Linked DNA regions of Sus scrofa: region 1 is linked to region 2. The links are chromatin contacts, called in public Hi-C maps. All regions are on one chromosome and are shown on one strand. The core of a region is the stretch at or near the end of the contact, and the rest is flanking DNA. Distances in the headings are between cores, read along the strand shown. Region 1 overlaps LEF1 (lymphoid enhancer binding factor 1). Region 2 overlaps LOC100738196 (a long non-coding RNA gene).

Evidence for each region. A called contact is a pair of places that touch in the nucleus more often than the background predicts.
Region 1: a contact with region 2 is called in a Hi-C map of liver, with 2.5 times the contacts expected there. The contact joins two enhancer-like sites. A contact is called at or near these places in 4 of 47 Hi-C or Micro-C datasets (liver and skeletal muscle).

Annotation. Positions count from the first base shown.
Region 1 is chr8:113,937,441-113,941,622 of Sscrofa11.1, forward strand. The region is part of intron 11 of LEF1 (lymphoid enhancer binding factor 1); the gene reads left to right. Among named protein-coding and RNA genes, the nearest start is that of HADH, 66 kb to the right of the region's middle. Within about 2 kb of position 1,936, at least 6 of the 83 cell types and tissues checked have an H3K27ac peak or open chromatin away from gene starts, as enhancers often do. A contact at or near this core is called in liver, where this site is marked.
Region 2 is chr8:113,804,058-113,807,710 of Sscrofa11.1, forward strand. All of the region lies in intron 4 of LOC100738196 (a long non-coding RNA gene), which reads right to left. Among named protein-coding and RNA genes, the nearest start is that of LEF1, 21 kb to the right of the region's middle. Within about 2 kb of position 1,409, at least 4 of the 83 cell types and tissues checked have an H3K27ac peak or open chromatin away from gene starts, as enhancers often do. A contact at or near this core is called in liver, where this site is marked.

The sequences.
Region 1 (4,182 bases), core at 686-3,185, 130 kb after region 2:
TAGCAAAGTCACTTATTCTTTTTGATAGAATGAGGAAAAGAATTAAAGTGTCTCAGTCAAACAATACTGCCCACTTTTTTTTGCGTAAGTTTTAAATCTAATCTGGAATTTTCTAAATTTTTAGATATATTCTCTGTGACTATAACACATTTTTTTGCTCTCTTGGGATTACTTTTCTCAGCTATCATTGTATTTCTGGAGATATTAAGATATTATAATATTTCATAAGAGATTTTGCAGAATTCTTGGTCTTAATTTTCCACCAGAAATTCTATAAATAGTATGAATCTTGCTTTTACCCTGAACATGCTGTGTGAGGTTGGAACAACAGAAATGGAAATATCACCTCTAGACCACATATTCTGTCCTGGGTGCCCTAGTCGAAGCCCCTGCATCCCGTTCTCATGGCAGCCCAGTATGGAGAGGGATCTCTGTCCTGTCTGAGGGATAAGAAAACATCAGAAACGTCCAGGGCCACGTGGCTGGTGTGCAGGATGTCTCATGCAGACCTGGGTCTGTTCCTCTTTAACTCAAGTCTCCACCCACTACAGACACCAACATTCATTGTGTCCTTTCAGGTGCCAGGCACTCGCCAAGCCTGTTGCATCTGTTACCTCCTTTCATCCCCTCAGCACGTGTGATGAGATGTAGTGACTGTTTCCACTTTACGGACTAGGAAACTGGGGTTTGGTATGTTGATTAACTTGCCCAGGATAACCCACGTGGTACGATGAAGGCCAGGCTTCACCCAGCCCACCAACCATCTCAGATCTCGTGCTCTGAACCACAATGCAGAGTTGCCTCCCCAGGCCACGCAGCCCTAGACACGCAGACTCATACACACATAAGTGTGACAATAGAAATTCTTGGTTTCAAAGAAAAAAATTGTGCATTAATTCTGTTGCCTCACTTTTAAAAGGTGAGTTAGTGTCTTTGGTGTGGGAGACTTTATGAAAAGGTGAAATGGCTAAAGAATTTGGAGGTAGATAAATGAGTCTCCATAGTTATTGTCCTCCTGAAGCACTTCATCCTGCAAAATTAAAAATGGACGTTGAGGCTCTCTTGCTCTGCACTTTGCCAAGAATTCTTCTGTAGGGTTTCCAGCAGAGGCAAGGAGCTGGCGGGTGAGACCTGCTCTGGGAGGCCCAGCCAACCAGTGTGATGTTCGTCCTCACGGGGAGACACACGGGGCTGGTCAGGAAGAGAAACCGATAGCTGCAGATGGAAACCAGCGTCTCCCCAGAATGTGTGGTCCAGAGGTATTAGTTCCATCCCTGTTGTTCCAACCTCACACAGCATGTTCACAGTAAAAGCAAGATTCACACTACTTACAGAACCTCAGGTGGAAAGTTAAGACCAATTAAGAATTCTGCAAAATCTCTTTTCCTGGGAATCATCTTGCATCAGAGCTTGTGACTAGGGTACTATGCGACTGTCTAGTTTGGATGCCAGGACTTAAGGATGAATTTGGCTGCAGAAAGCAGACTTGCACTGACTTTCTTAACCACATGTTATCATTTTTTCGTTTCTCAAACACTGGGTAATAGTTACTCTCAAAGACCTGAGGTTGCCTTTTGTAGGTTATACTTTCAGTCTTAGAGATTTAAATTTCAAAGTTAATTTCTTATGCCCTTTGTTGGCTCATCCTGCTTTCAAACAGAGCATAGCACCTTTGGGTGGGCCGTGGTCTAGATGGAGACTGCTTCCACCTGCACAGCACCAGTGCTGCTGGTGACTCAGATGGGCAGACGGATGCATGGAAGGCAGGCAGGCTGGCCAAAAGAAGAGAATGAGCAAGAATTTAGCTCTAAGGTGTGGTGGAGGAAACTTGGGTTTAGGGCTCAAAAGCCAGTCCTGCCACGTGTAGGTTGGGTGGCCTTAGGTAAGACCTTTCACCCCGCTCAGCCCAGCCCTCTGAAAACTGGCCGCGATCAGCACAGCTGTTGTGATGGCATGACATCATGCATGTGAAGCTCCCATCCCGGTGCCTGGCGCAGCGGTGCCCAGCACCCACTGCCCTCCTTCCTTCTTCCTCACCAGCTTCTGTGACCCAGCTGGAGCCAGGAGGCCTGGGGACTCTCTCAGGGTCCCCTCAGCGCAGCCATTAATGACAGAATGGCCCAGTTCCCTTTGGAATGACAGGGCCTGCCAGCTCTGTCCCGCTCACTCCCTGCTCTGCAGATCTGTTCCCCTCTGCCTGAACACAGGACTCTGCTCTGTTCAAGGGTTTACGCCCCGGAATAGCAAACAGCCAACTGTCGGTTTGCCCAGAGGCGAGGCCAAACACCTCAGGCGGTTGGCGTGAGGGGTGTGCTGTGCTGCTGTGAGGTGATCTTCACAGTCAGAGTCTCTGCCTCTGTTCACTCTCACAGACTGATCTCGGATACTTTCCTCAAATTTCACGTCTTAATTTAAAACTTTTTGAAGTTCTTGCTCCTTTGGGAGGGAGATGAAGGATCTCTTATTCCAAGTCCCTTATTGGCCTCTTAACCATTTCTGGACAAGGAGGTGAGGTTATGTGACAGCAAGGGGAGGTCCGGGGGTCTTGGCACAGGGTGCTCACCCGCGCACTCTGCTGTCCCCACTTGGCCTGCACCATCTCTGGCGGACCCTGCAGGTCCTGTGTCACATGTCACCCCTCCTCTCCACGTGCTGCCCCTCCTGCTGGGGGACAGCTTGGGTTGGGGGGCTGGGCTTTGGAACCCCACGGGTGTGGGCTGGCAAAGCATTCAGCTTCCAGCAGAAGCTTATATTTGTCCTTCTGAGGCGTTTCCCCTTTCCTCATGGCTTTTGAGCCAAGGCCTAGAAGGCCCTACTGCCTCAGAGTCGGAGCTGGTCATCTCCCAGATGCAGGTCCTTCCTGAAATCTTGAGATTCCCCTTTACTGAGTAAGCTTGGGTTCCTGGATCCATGTGGGTTAGTGGGATATTTTGTCAGGATTGGAGTTTGGTCCAGGAGAGCTTCCCAGGTTGCGGGGAGGGGGACATTTTCTCATGTTGCCCCTTCAGATCCACTCTATGCACGACCCACATGTGACTTGTGGTGGAGGGACCCCAAGCCTGACGGCCATCAGATGAGACTCTGAGCTCCCTTTGAAGCGGCAGCTGCACTGTGGCTCTGATGATGACTCCATTGCTGGGTTGGGCTACGCTGGGGCTCGCCTGCCACCCCACCTCAGCCACAGCCCCCAGTGAGGCCTTAGATGTGGGGAGTCTCCAGTCTCCTGAGCCTCATGCTTGTGGTTTCTTGAAAAGAATCTTAACTTGACCCTTTTCAGGTCTCTAACACAGATAACAGTGGGGGGCACTGGAAGGCCCCCATTTCTTCTCTTTGGAGCTAAGACTGGTCTGCTGCCATGGTGACCCTGTATTTTAAAGGAGAAACCAGATTCAAATGAGGTGCCTTATTTGATAGAATTTCCTTGCAAGTTTTTTAAATACTAGGTGTGTTATCAGGAGAGTGCCTCAGGTGGGGAGGAGTTGCTTTTTGGTTGGTGGTTGTAAGAGCATCTCTGAAACCAACCTTCTTGTGAGGATTTGTAAGGATACTGAGATAATAAAATAATGGTGGGGAAATGGGGGGCTATAGAAAGAAATGGCTTTATTAAAGGATGTTGAAATTCTTTCCAAGGAAGCATGTATTATCCTTGTGCCGAATGGCCACCTGGCCAAGGGTTGTTCTAGCAATTATATTGTGCTCAGCTCAAGAGGGGAAGAGGAGAAGGCCCTGTGGGTGCCACGAAGAGGGAAAAGGATGACTCGGTGAGCTGGTGCGGAGGCTGGGGGCCACCACAAGGCCACACCGGTTGTCTTTACCACCTCACTTGAGGCTGGGGTGGGGACAGGTCCCAACAGAGGGACGGTTTGTCTCCGTGAGCAGGCAGACACTCCTGGATGCCAAGGCCAGTCTCTTCTGACTGGGAGCATTGGTGTCCAGCTGCCCCGCCATCCCTCACCAGCATAGCCCCAGCACAGACAGACCTTTGAGAGTCAGTGTGGACAGGAAGCTGCGGGCTGCGCCTTCATCAGCGTGCGGCCTCTGCTCCTGCCTCCTGGTAAACCCGGGCCCTTCGCAACTCCTCCACCACCCTCCTGTGTGGAGCATCTGTACTCTGATTACATTTTAAAAGACCACAGCGCTATAGTGCAGTTGCCTGAGAAAGGGGGAAAGGTTAGTTTTCCA
Region 2 (3,653 bases), core at 159-2,658:
GAAGTTGAAAGATATTTAAGACGGAAAAAAATAGAAAAAGAGTCCAGAGAAATCTGCCAGAATATCCTTTGCTCATTTAACACCCTGAGGTTAAGCTTCTCTAATGGCATTTAAATCCTTTGGGGTTTTTTCATTACTTTATGTACTTGCAGTAAAAACATTCCTTTAGACGCTAGAAATTCTAAATAAAACAAGAACAAAGAGTGTTCCTTCTTTTCAGCTCTCCACCCAAATGTTACCATTGTAAATCAAGGTAACAAAGTAAATTAACTACTGGCATTTAAATGTTTGCTGTCCCAAATATTTATTCCTTTCCACTCCCCCAAATTTGTTTCATACAAAACATTGCTCATAAAAACAATAAATATTCATTCTTTATCTACTAAAAAGTTTAGATCAAAGTACTGTGTGGCCCAAATCCTCAATAGCAAAAAGTAACGCTCTTTGTTCAGCAGGAAGCTTTCAACTTCCCAATAGCAACCTGACCAAGTCTGGCTTCCACTTTAAGTGCTGGCGTGCTAGGTATAAACATAGTAATATGATCAGGATTCCACATTTGCATAGAACATTGCAAAGAGAGTTTCACTCACCCTTTAAACATACAATGTGTTAGCAGAACTACTGGTTCCACCCAACATCCACCATTCACCACCACCGTTGTTTTTTTGTGTTTGCATGTCTGTCTCCCCCTATTAGAAAGGAAACTGCAGGGAGGAACCAGGTCTCTACCTCTGTAGCCTCAGAGCAGGCTCCAAGTCCACTTAAAAAAAAAAAAAAATTATCACAGTTGATGCACAATGTTCTGTCAAATTATGCTATGCACTGAAGTGACCCAACCATTTTTTATGCTGACTTAAGCGTATTAACTTTTTATTCTTTTCTTGGGCTCACGAAACTGCTCTGTGGCCCCATCCATGCCCCCCAGCAAAAGGGAACCAGTGCCTCCATTTTTCCAGCCACATTCCTACTACTACTCTGCCAGGCCCACTGAGGCTGAACATTTATGGGGAGCTGTGAGAACCTCCCAGAAAACGTTTCCCCCAGGCTCCAGTCCTGAGCCAGGCTAGGTGGGCATAAACCATCGCCACCCTTGCCAGCCCTGACTTGCCCAGAGCCTCACTATTCCGCATTAGTTGCGGTGTCCCTCAAGACACCCCCTCCCAACACAGGCACACACATGCACATACACACAGGGACACAACTCCCAGGCTCAGGGTGCCAAGCAGCCCTCAGCTTTCCATCCAGGCCTGTGGGATTCATTCCCAAGGCATTTGCACCTTTCTGCTGTCCCCTTAAGAACTCTGTTTCCCTGAGGTGAAATCCCGATCCCCAGAACCATGGTTTGTGCCTGTGCCTTGTTCAGTGACAAAACTGTTGTCCCTGGGGACATGCTCTTGTGTAATGAACTTGGCAAACAACTTTGAAATGACTAGCAATGATCCAGCCAGGGCAGATTAGCCAAGGGCAGATGCACACTGTCCACTCCTGTAAACTGCTTTGTGGTCCCTGAAGTGCCCTTGGGCATCTCTTTCAGAAAGTACATGGAGAAAGGATTGAGGTTAAGTCATGGGCCTGTAAAATAAAACACTTTTTAGTGAGATGGACTACTGTCCTACTGAATTATTTGGTGACATGCTAAGTGATGGATTATTGAGCCATCATTATGCTAGCTGCTACCGGTGAGACAGCTACAGAGGGCACAGGTTCCAATTCCCAGCTCTGCCCCAAAACCATCTGGATGACCCTTAGCCTAGCTCTGAGCTTCAAATTTCTTTCTGTGAGATGGAGCTATTCTGCTTTGCAGATTATTTCCAGGATTAGAAATGACATTGTGACACACAAGATGTACAGCAGAGAGGGAGAGGCTCAGTAAATGACAGGCTTTATTGTGTTGTTTTTTAAGGGCTTGCTAAGAGGCACAGCCCACGCTCTCAAGAGACTCATGGGCATATGTGGAGGGGGCAAACATGTAAATATCACGTGGGCTCCAGAATGGACCTCTCCATAGGGTAAAGTCCCAGGCTGGTGAACAAAGGGAGCACAGTCATGCCTTCTGGGATGGGGAAGTCCTTCATAGAAGAGGTGACTCAGTCTGAGCCATGAAGGATGTTTAAGCACAGGGCAAACGGCAAAGACCAGAACAGCACTGCAGATGAAGGGAACAGCATGAGCAAAGTTCAGAACACCCGCAGCCTACAGGATAAACTTGAGTCATATAGCATAAGCCTGCAGTGTGGGGGACAGGAAGCTTTAGGGAGAATCGGCAGCAGAGTATGGTGAATTTTTAGCCCCCTGCTTGTAAGCAACAGGGGGTGTACACTGAATGTGTTTTCTTCTTGAAAACCTCTTTATTCATTTGAACTAGAAAAATAACATGCTCATTATTAAAGCAAAATCAAGTTGTATAAAAGTACGCAGAATAAAAAGCAAATGGTCCTGCCCCACTCTCTAGAGGTAAGAGTTTACTGTTTGCCCTGGATTTTTCATTAAATAGTGTTTTAAGCAAGAAAGTGTCATGATCAGACTTTGTTTAAGAAAATCACTCTCAGTATAGGATAGTGGGTAAGGTGACTGAAGGCAGGGAGCCTCCCTAAGTGCCCGGGGCAGGTCTTCCAGAAACCATGGGGGCCTGCATGGAGGCAGTGCCATGGGGTGGAGAGGAGGGCACTTGACTCCTCATCCGTTGTCAAGGATGACAGAGAGGGAGGAGTCAGGGATGACATCTTGATTCTGGCTTAAATTCATGAGACTGGATATACAGAAGAAACATTAGGTGTTAGGGGAGAAATTATGAGTATAATTTTGAGCACGATGAGTTTGATGTGGTCCCGGGACCTCCAGAAAAGGAGGCCCTAGGTCTGGGACTGAGAAGAAGAAGTGGCTTAAAGAAGAGGTGGAGGAGATTTCATGCCATAGTGAGACCACTCAGGGAGGAGAGGAAGGCCTGCATTTAAGAAATGCGCAGGGATGGGGGCCATTACGAGGAGATGAGAAGTAGACCTAGGAGGAGAGAGGGGAGAGCGGTGTCACAGTCAGTGAGGCAGAAGACTTCCAGAAGGATCAACCATGTCAGATGCAGTGAAGGAACGAGTAATCTGACTCAGGTGAAAATGAGCTTTGCTCATAGGAGTCATCAGGGAGCTTTCCTGGAGTGGGTTCAGCACATCATTTACGTATATTATTAGAAAAGAACAGGAAGGAAATATAACACAATGTCAACAGTAATTATTTCTGGGCATTGAGATTATGGGTGATAGCCATTTCCTTCTGTTCCTAGAAGAGAAATGAGGGGAAAAGGAGGAAGAAGAAGGTATACTATTCTAAAAGGAAACATTTAAAAATTATACTGATAAATCTATTCAACATGCCTAACCATTTCAAGTCATAAGGGAAGACACTGACTTTATGGGGAATATGTCATAAAATAATATTGCTGCCATGTATTACTGCTTCCTGTTTGTAAGGGTGCTACATGAAGCAGAGTGGGAAACTCTCTGGTTGCCCAGAAACCCCACAAAGTCAGCTCAGGAACCCACAGCAGGGTGTTCCTCAAACTTCAGCCATTTAAGTCCACAATTTTTGTCAAATCCCTTTACTGCTGGTCCTAGTATTTTATAAATATTGTGTTTAAACCAAGTCATTTTTAAAACTTA